Linked DNA regions of Mus musculus: regions 1 and 2 are each linked to region 3. The links are chromatin contacts, called in public promoter capture Hi-C maps. All regions are on one chromosome and are shown on one strand. The core of a region is the stretch at or near the end of the contact, and the rest is flanking DNA. Distances in the headings are between cores, read along the strand shown.

The links. Capture Hi-C pulls out chosen DNA fragments and counts their contacts.
Region 1: a promoter capture Hi-C map of liver shows a contact between it and region 3. The contact joins two enhancer-like sites. A contact is called at or near these places in 3 of 484 Hi-C or Micro-C datasets (muscle stem cells and neutrophils), 3 of 115 datasets of contacts at active chromatin or transcription factors (bone marrow-derived macrophages, embryonic stem cells and heart atrium) and 3 of 9 other capture datasets (adipose tissue, liver and pancreatic islet).
Region 2: a contact with region 3 is called in a promoter capture Hi-C map of adipose tissue. The contact joins two enhancer-like sites. A contact is called at or near these places in 1 of 484 Hi-C or Micro-C datasets (nephron progenitors) and 3 of 9 other capture datasets (adipose tissue, liver and pancreatic islet).

Annotation. Positions count from the first base shown.
Region 1 is chr6:116,142,356-116,145,166 of GRCm38.p6, forward strand. The region is part of intron 1 of Tmcc1 (transmembrane and coiled coil domains 1); the gene reads right to left. Among named protein-coding and RNA genes, the nearest start is that of Tmcc1, 50 kb to the right of the region's middle. Within about 2 kb of position 1,381, at least 26 of the 459 cell types and tissues checked have an H3K27ac peak or open chromatin away from gene starts, as enhancers often do. A contact at or near this core is called in bone marrow-derived macrophages, liver and muscle stem cells, where this site is marked.
Region 2 is chr6:115,957,646-115,960,644 of GRCm38.p6, forward strand. It overlaps Plxnd1 (plexin D1), which reads right to left. Exons shown (of 36, transcript NM_026376.3): 27 at 2,781-2,937; 28 at 2,273-2,376; 29 at 2,132-2,195; 30 at 1,665-1,699; 31 at 1,344-1,448; 32 at 882-1,045; 33 at 1-28. Among named protein-coding and RNA genes, the nearest start is that of H1f8, 14 kb to the left of the region's middle. Within about 2 kb of position 1,581, at least 45 of the 459 cell types and tissues checked have an H3K27ac peak or open chromatin away from gene starts, as enhancers often do. A contact at or near this core is called in adipose tissue, where this site is marked.
Region 3 is chr6:116,071,887-116,074,646 of GRCm38.p6, forward strand. The region is part of intron 3 of Tmcc1 (transmembrane and coiled coil domains 1); the gene reads right to left. Among named protein-coding and RNA genes, the nearest start is that of Plxnd1, 78 kb to the left of the region's middle. Within about 2 kb of position 1,280, at least 96 of the 459 cell types and tissues checked have an H3K27ac peak or open chromatin away from gene starts, as enhancers often do. A contact at or near this core is called in adipose tissue, bone marrow-derived macrophages, liver and 1 more, where this site is marked.

The sequences.
Region 1 (2,811 bases), core at 131-2,630, 71 kb after region 3:
AGCTTTTCTGACCAAAACTGACATCACCACTAGTGTATAGGCACAAATAGTTCTTTAGAAGGCAATCCTGGACTCACTTTAATGTCATAATTTGACAGGCACATTATGTCATTTAGCAAAATAACACTATCTGCTTCCTCATTAGGGCTTAGAATTCACCTCAGCCACAGGATTTTCATCAATTTTACAGTGGCAGAGATATCTCCCAACCATAAAACAGGCATTCAACTGAATCAGAAAGCAGTTTGTTACCCTCACAATAGCCCTGCAACAATGAGCTCATCTTGCAGCCTGACTGGTCAGTATTGTTGTACACACGATACACACTTGAATAAGACTTTCACTGACAATTCTCCATCAATGCATCTTCCAATACTATGAGGGATAGCCAGCAGGAAGGAAGTTTCTGGCCCATTTCCAGCTTATTTGTCCAGAAACCAAGGTACATGGCAAGTCAGGCTTTAAGTTCATGAGTATATATGTGTGTGTGTGTATCAGTGATTTAAGAGAAGAAAAAAAATCAGAGACAAAAAGGGTATAGATAATATGTAAAACATTTCCCGGCGGCAGATACTTCCACAACTTCTCTTTCATCCCCATGGTAAAGGGAAGACACCAGTTTTCCACAGTCTATAATCTTCAAATACTTTTTTGAAATGAACACTATCATTAAAGTATAAATAGTATTAATCTTTTCAAGACAAATATCTAGGCATGGTGGCTAATGTGTAACAATTTCTTTTGAAATGTAACATTCCATCATAGAGGGAAGGCATCCTTAAGGCACAAGTGCACTAAATGGGAAGGAAAGCTACTACAGGGAAACTCAGAGGTTTCAGGAAGCTCCTGAAATTGACAAGATTCACTAGGCACCCATCACCACCACACACATTTACAAGAAGTAAGGACTTCTGAATCATACTCTCAGACAAGATGAGCTACCCAAAGAGACCCTTGTTGAACTGCCCTCTGGTTGTGCATGCCATTCCAAGTTTCCAGTTTTTGTGAACTGTCACCCATGGGTAGGTTTTGGTAATGTCAGTATCTGAATCATTTCTTCTCTTGTAAGCAAGTGACTCCTCATGCATACTTGCCCTGCATATAACCCAAATAAATTCCGGTTCACTAGGATGGACTTCAGTAGTATCCTTCCTCTGTTCAGGAGTGAGATGCTTATTCACATATCCCCAGTAGTAGTATATCACCCAACAGTAGTGAATATCTATAATTTCAGCACTCAGGAAGCAGAGGCAGGAGGATTATAAAGCTGAAGACAGACTAGCCACATTCATATCAACAAAAGGAGGTAAACTCTCAGTGTGAGAACTGAGACAGCATTTGTTAACCTCAGTTTTCACAGTTAGAGGTTACAGGGCATTTTGGCAAGGACCGTAATGACATTAGGAGTCATCCCACAAAAATGTCTCCAAAAAGCTTAAGTGTCTGTGAAGTGTTAGAGAAAATAACCTTGAAATTATGCCTAGTTTCTTATGCAGAAAAATAGCTAATGACTTTTAAGAGAAGGAAGCATAAAAAAATTACAAATTAGAGGGCATTATGGCAAGGATGAAAATGACATAAGGAGTCTCCCACAGAAATGTCTCCAAAGAGTATCTGTGAGGGCAAACCTTGTATTTGCACACTCAGTGAACTGTGGAGGTCAGTACCAAGACAAGAACATTCAGGCAAACATACTTTCAAGAGCAAATGTGGCACATTCTAAATGTCCAAAATAAAACTTTTCCAACAAGCACGCATATACAGAATTTTAGCTTCAATGGGCTGATATGATGGCTCAGCAGGTAAAGGCTCCTGCCAAGTAAGCCTAACAAGCTGAGTGTAATCTCCTAATCTCATATGATGAAAAAGAGAAAACCAACCTCCACAGAGAATAGATGACTTCCACATGAACACCATGGCACACTCCCCCCTGCCCCCACCCCATTCTCCCAAGTAAATAAGTATAGTAAGAAAACAAAAATGTAAAAAGAAATTGGATATAATCAACACTTAGATCTCTTTAAAAAAGAAATTTTAGCCCCAAATTGTGTCAACTAAAGTTAGCCTTTTTTTATAGTCACATTGTTAATAAAAATAACATATTCTTACCAACAAAATAAAACAGCATATGCAAGAACCTGAAAAAAATCTAACAGGAAAAGAACAATGGCAGTAAAAAAACACTTACAGAAAATTAAATAAGGATTAGATAAAGATTATACTTAAAAGTGGGGGTTCAGGAAATGGCCCAATGGCTTGTTCCATTAGCACAAGGACCTGAATTTGCACCCACAAAAAAGCTGGATGCATATTGTTATGTATCTGCAATCCCAGTGCTCCTGAGATTGGCAGGCAGGAGATGGCAGGCCATCCTAGAAGCTCCTGGTACAGCCAGGTGTTACAGCAGAAAAGAGACCCTTTCTCAAAGAAAGGTAGAAGACAAAGACTGATATGGAAGTTGTCCTTTGATCTCAATATATACCCTTGTATTCTCTCCTCAGCCCTTCACACACATATACAAACCTACAAACCTCTCCTCTCTCCCTCTCCCTCTCTCTCTCCCTCTCTCTCTCCTAACTATTCTACCCAGCCTGTCGTTCTCCCTCTCCCTTTCCTAACTATTCTAACCAGCCTGTCATTCACAGTTTTGAAGTATTAACTTATTTATACAAACTAATGGATTTCACACATACAGTTTAATGCATTAACATTACTATTACCATACTCAAGATGACAAACATTTCTATGGTTACCCAAGTTTCCTAAAGCCTTTCCTTGCTCCTTCTCCCTGTAAGCACTATCTGCTTTCTG
Region 2 (2,999 bases), core at 331-2,830, 110 kb before region 3:
GATGTTCACCCAGAAGCGCAGGGGAAGGCTGTGGGGGCAGGGACAGTGGGGATGCAGGAGCTCAGTGGAGGGCTGGGGAGGTAGACAATGCTGGTCCTCGCAGCCCCTGAAGCCTCTGGATATGTGGTGTCCTTCCCCTGCCAGCTAGGGGCCAACCCTCACCCCAGAGAGCCTTCCTCTCCTTTGCACGCACACGAGACTCCTGGTTCTCATTAGAAGCCCCCACCCTGCTGCCTGTATCCACACTCCTCCCCCACCCGGCCTTGCACGAAGAAGGCAGGGCTGACTGTCCTTGGGAGGCCAGAGAGGGTTGGGGACAAGCCCCTGCTCAGCCCTGCAGAGCCTGGGGTGCCTGCCTGCCCAGCCCCACCCCGAGCAGAGAGAAACTGCAACTGAATTTGCACAGGCATTTCTCTGAGGGCCAGGCTAAGAGTTCTGGGACCTTCTTGGCGGGGTAGTATATGACCCCAGAAAGCGAAGAAGGGGCCTCAAAGGAAGCTACATATTAGGTGTGGGAGTCACAGCCAATGTGCACTGCCACTTCCCAGTGTGTGCCCTTGGGCCTGGGTGACTGCTGCTCTGTGGGCCTTCGCTTCTCTCTGTATGATGGGGCATTAGCGGTGAGCAAAGGCAAGCTTATATGATGCTTTCTGGTTTCACAGAGGGGACACTGCAGCACCAGAGCTAAGTCTCTCACCGGAGACCACACAGTGGGGAAATGGCCAAATAGAAGCTGATTCAAGACAGGAAGCATTCAGGCCAGGCTCTGCCCTCATCTGCCCTGGTGCTTTGGCTGCCCTGATGCCATGATACCATTGGTGCTCTAACCCCATTGGCGCCCCCCCCCTCACCCCCGTGCAACCCCATTCCTCGGCCACCACCTGTTGGTCTTCCAGATATGCAGGGTGTCAGGGTCGGAGATGCCTCTCTTCTCCGCCTGTTCCTCTAGGAAGTCAAAGAAATACTTGACAGCCAGCGGGGGCTTGTCCTCTCGGATGCTCAGGATAGCCTTGAACAGGTCATCTAGGAACTTCTGCAGCGTGCCCTGCAGGGAAGATGTGGGACATCATTAGCCCAGCCTCTGAACATCTCTGAGCCTCAAGATTCCTGACTGAGTTGTCAATGATGCTTTCTTGGAGCGGGGGAGAGGAGGACCTGGGTAGCAGGGAGGTAGGGCTCAGAATGTGGCCTCTGGGTGTAGGTCTGAGTCTTGTGACTTGAGGCCACGGAAGTAACCCTGGGTCCTCTGCTGCCTACTGGGTGGCAGGAAGAACACGGACTTCTTCTTGGAGCACGGGGACCCCTTTATTCCCCTACGGGGTGGACATGGAGGCTGGGCCCACCTTGGTGGACAGCAGGCGGGTCAGGTAGATCTCTGGCAATACTTTCTTGCGGTGGCTCTGCCGGTGAGATTTCTTAGGCTCTACCAGCTCATCCGTAGGTAGCACCTGCAAGGTGGGCAGGGTTGGTCCCCAACGGCACCCTCCTCAATCCTCCCACGGAAGTCTGCCCTGTGTTACCCAGCACCCGGCCCATCCCTGCTCCCTCACCCACTCTGGCTTTTCCCAGGGCCTAGGAGCTCTTTCCTGGAGGCTCAGGGAGTCAGAGAGCCAAAGCCCCGCCCAGCAAAGCCTGCTCCCCAGGGCCTGAGGCTGGGCACTCACCAAATGGAAATACTTTTCTGTGTCCAAGTCTTTCACTGCAAAAGGGAAACACAGGATAAACAAATGAGGGGGGTTGGGAAGGTAACCCGAGGGGGATGGCGAGAGGGGAAGACTGGGGGAGAGCCAAGATCTGGCGTTCTACTTCAGGATGGACCCTGGGACCCTCATGGATCTGGGCCTAGGGCCTGTAAGGACATGGTCTAGATTTGGAGGCAGGGGTGTGGCCTAGAGCCCACAGGTCATGTAACCAGCTCAGACCTGGCCACGGCCCAGGCCTCTTGGAAGGGCACGTGCCCTCCTGGGGCCTTGCTGTAGCTGCTGGAAGCAATCAGCTTTTCTCTAGCAGCATGGAGGTGGGGACCCCCTTTCCAAAACTCAGTTGCCCCCCACCCAGCACGGCTCTGAAAGGGCCCAAGAAGGGAGCCCTCACATCACGCTTGGGTCACCTCCCCAGCTATGAGCCATACCTCTGCCCAGGGTACTGTCCTTCTTGTCTGTGAGGCTCATGGCTAGGGAGGCGCCCTCAGGTATCTGACAGAGGAGAGGAGATGAGGTTAGACGTATGAGGTTAGAGGGGAGGGGTAGGGTGGCTGGGCCAGCTTAGGCACCTTGTAGTGGGCCAGTGTGTTCAGTTTCTTACGGCCGTCCTCCACCACTGATGTGTCATCCAGGTCCCGGAGGACGTAGCTCTGGGTACTCGAGGCAAACCATTCTGGAGGTGAAGAGGGGCATCAGGACTACAGAAGAGGTGGCCCCAGGGGCAGCCACTAGCCTGGACCACAGTAAAAGAAACTTCCCATTCTCCTAGAATCAGAAGCAAGCGACGCCCCCTGGGAGCCCGGCTGTTCACCCTAACTGTCCAGAGTACAGGGCAGGGCCTAGTTCAGGGTGAACTTTAGGAACAGTTTCTGGTAACCGGTCTGACCACGACTCCTACGCATCCTTCAAAACCCAACCCGAAAGACCTCTTTGGAAAGCGTTTCTCGATTGCTTTTTGCTGTTGCCCACAGCTGCAGAACAAGGGTTTGTTCCTCAAGGGGAGCCCTGGGGCCTTGACTAACACAGGAAAGAGGCTGCAGCAGCCAGCTGCGAGGCATGGTGCCCGCCCTTGCCCACCAAGGTCCACGTCCTCCGCCCGCGGCCACTGTGAGTAGGGGACGTTCTTGCAGAAGGCTTCCAGGATCTTCTCCTTCACCTGCGTCAGCGTGTCGGTGTCCATGGCCCGCACGCTGAGGGAGTCCATCCCACAGCCCTGGAAGGACACGTTCAAGTTCTGCGCAAGAGAGGGGGGTGTCAGCCGATGGCTACTGTCATGATAAGGCCTGGTGACCTGGC
Region 3 (2,760 bases), core at 30-2,529:
GAAGAGTAAGCACTCTTACTACTGTGCCATCTCTCCCGCTCATGTATTAGCATTCTTAATAAAACACTGATAAACAAACTGACCTTTTATAACTTCAGAACAAACACAAGATCTGCCAAGGTTTTAGGATTCAAGAATTAGAACAAACAGAAAAAGAGAGTACAGATCACAGGCACAAATCTGCTAATAAAGCCAGCATTTAAAGTATCAAACTCCAGAGTAAAAAATCTGTTTGGAGCTTAAGTCCAACTGCTCACCAGCAAACAGTATTAATTTTAGACTGTGTGTGTGTGTCCCTCTAAAGAACTGGTTTTGCTTTAAAAAAAAAAATCATGTTCTATAAAGTATTATGTAGTGTTTATAAAATCGACCCATAGTAAATTCAATCTAATGGCCTAGTTTCTATTCAGAACTAAATATGAAATGTGAACATAGGGGGATGTTGCATAAAGCTGGATCATCTTCCTGTTTAGTTCATTACACAGTCCTGTGGTGTTGATCAAAAGATGAAAATTAACAGAGGTGTACATAATTCATAATTCAGGAAACCATTGTGTCACAGGAAAAGCTCTGAAAACAAGTAGCTCAGTGATAAGAATCCTTTTATTAAAAGAAGAACGTGAGAAATATTTCAAACTGGCTTTAACTCAAATTCCTATTTGTTATGCATGCCTGGCATCTTCACATTTAACCCAAGCCTTTCCCAATCCGTCAAGGCAAATGAAACTCTTTTGTTCACTGAAGGGAATGCTTATTTTCTGGTAACTTTTTACCCTGAAACACCCCAAACAACGTCTATTCGGCATGGAAACAGGCTCCCATACCCGAGTGTTGGATACTTTAGTATGATCCAATCATGACTTACATAGCCACACAAACCCCCTCGCACTCAGTCCGAATAGCTATGAGTGAAACAAACAGAAAACATAACAGGATTCTCTATTATCTCAAATTCACTGTCTAAAAATAGCACATGCCCTGGCTGAGCTTTGCTGTTGAGAAGTGCTAAGTTCTAGCAGCTCGGTCAGTTTCCTGTGTCCGCAACCAGCCCCCCACTTAAAGCTGTATAACTACAGTAATGAGGAGATTTATAAAGAGACAGATACACACACATATACAACATACGGTTTCCGAGGACAGTGACGGTTCCATGCTTGTAAGGAAGGAGGAAGAATATGCCGAGTAACCCCTGGGTTTCTCCCAGGTTTGAACATGCTGTACTGTGGCATGAGGTCAGCAGACTGACTCTAGCCCTGTGAGGCTGAATTCTACCCTGACAAAGCAGTATCACTGCAATATGAAGCAAGAGTACCCAGGGCATGTTGGCAGCTATACAGAATGGCTGTTCTAGAAAGTAATGGCAACTCCAAAACAAGAGCTCCATGCTGTCACATGAGATTATCTCCAGTCCAATTAAGCAATGACATAAAAAACACCTTCAACACCGATCATAAACAGCTCACACTAGTAAAAGATAGGAAAAAAGTTCTCTTTAAAAAGGAAGTGAGGAATCTGAAGAAGCCATTGATTCATTCAACTGATATCACAAACATCCTGAATCTGACTGGACAGGAGGTTGGAAGCCTCCTGTTTCTAGACCCTGTGACCTACCTGAGGAGTTTCAAACCCTCTCTGCCATTTTAATACAGAGCAGGTTGAACATTCAGAAAATATGCCTTTGGTAATGGGGACACACACATACACACACACACACACACACACACACACACACACACACACACACAGTGGGACTGAAGGTATGCCTAATAACTTCACTTTTCACATCTGCCCAACTTCACATATACCATTTCTTAGTTCACCAAAAATGTTATGTGAGTGTGTGGGTGAAGCTATGGCTTAGCTGGGAGAGTGCTCACCTAGAACTCACATGACTCTGGGATCAGTCCCAGCACAGTATAAATAGGCATAGCGGTGTAACCCTCTAATCCCAACGCTGGAGCGGAGGCAAGAGGATCAGAAATTCAAGGTCATCCCTTGGCTACATATGGAATTTTAGATCAGCCTCGTGTACATGAGAATGTCTCAAACAAAAAACTTATCTACTTTATTTTTGGTGAGTCTATGGAGACTATGAATACAGGGTTCCTCCTGGTTCCTCCTGGTTCCTTTCACAATCTTGCTATATCATGGGAAGTGTGGTGACAGCCCATTTCTTTTTGGACATTAGAAATTTATGCATACGTGTGTGTGTGTGTGTGTGTGTGTGTGTGTGTGTGTGTGTGTGTGTAGGTTAGAGGTCAATGTGTAGGTTAGAGGTCAATGACATTGGTTACCTTCCTCAAATGTTCTCCACCTTTTAGTGTCTTTCACCAAACTGGGAACTCACAGATTTAAGTTAGATTGGCTGACCAGCAAACACCAGGAATCCTTGTCTCTTCCCCCCTAGCACTGAGGTTACAAATGTGCCACTGCCCTGGTTTTTATATGGGTTCTGGACATCCTTGAGCTTGTTCTCGGGAAGGGTTTACAGACTGAGCCATGTCCTTAGCCCTGCATCTACCTTATTATTATTATGTTTTAAATACAGGGTCTTATCATGTAGCCCTGGTTATCCTGGAACTCACTATATAAACCAGGCTAGCCTTGAACTCACAGCAATTCACTCCATCTGCCTCTCAAATGTTGGGATTGAAGGGGTTCACTGCCATGTCTGGTTTTCTACCTAATTTTGACACGACTTATGATTTTTAAGGTCAATTTATCCCCTAATTTGTTTTACTTGAAGAATAGATTTTAAAT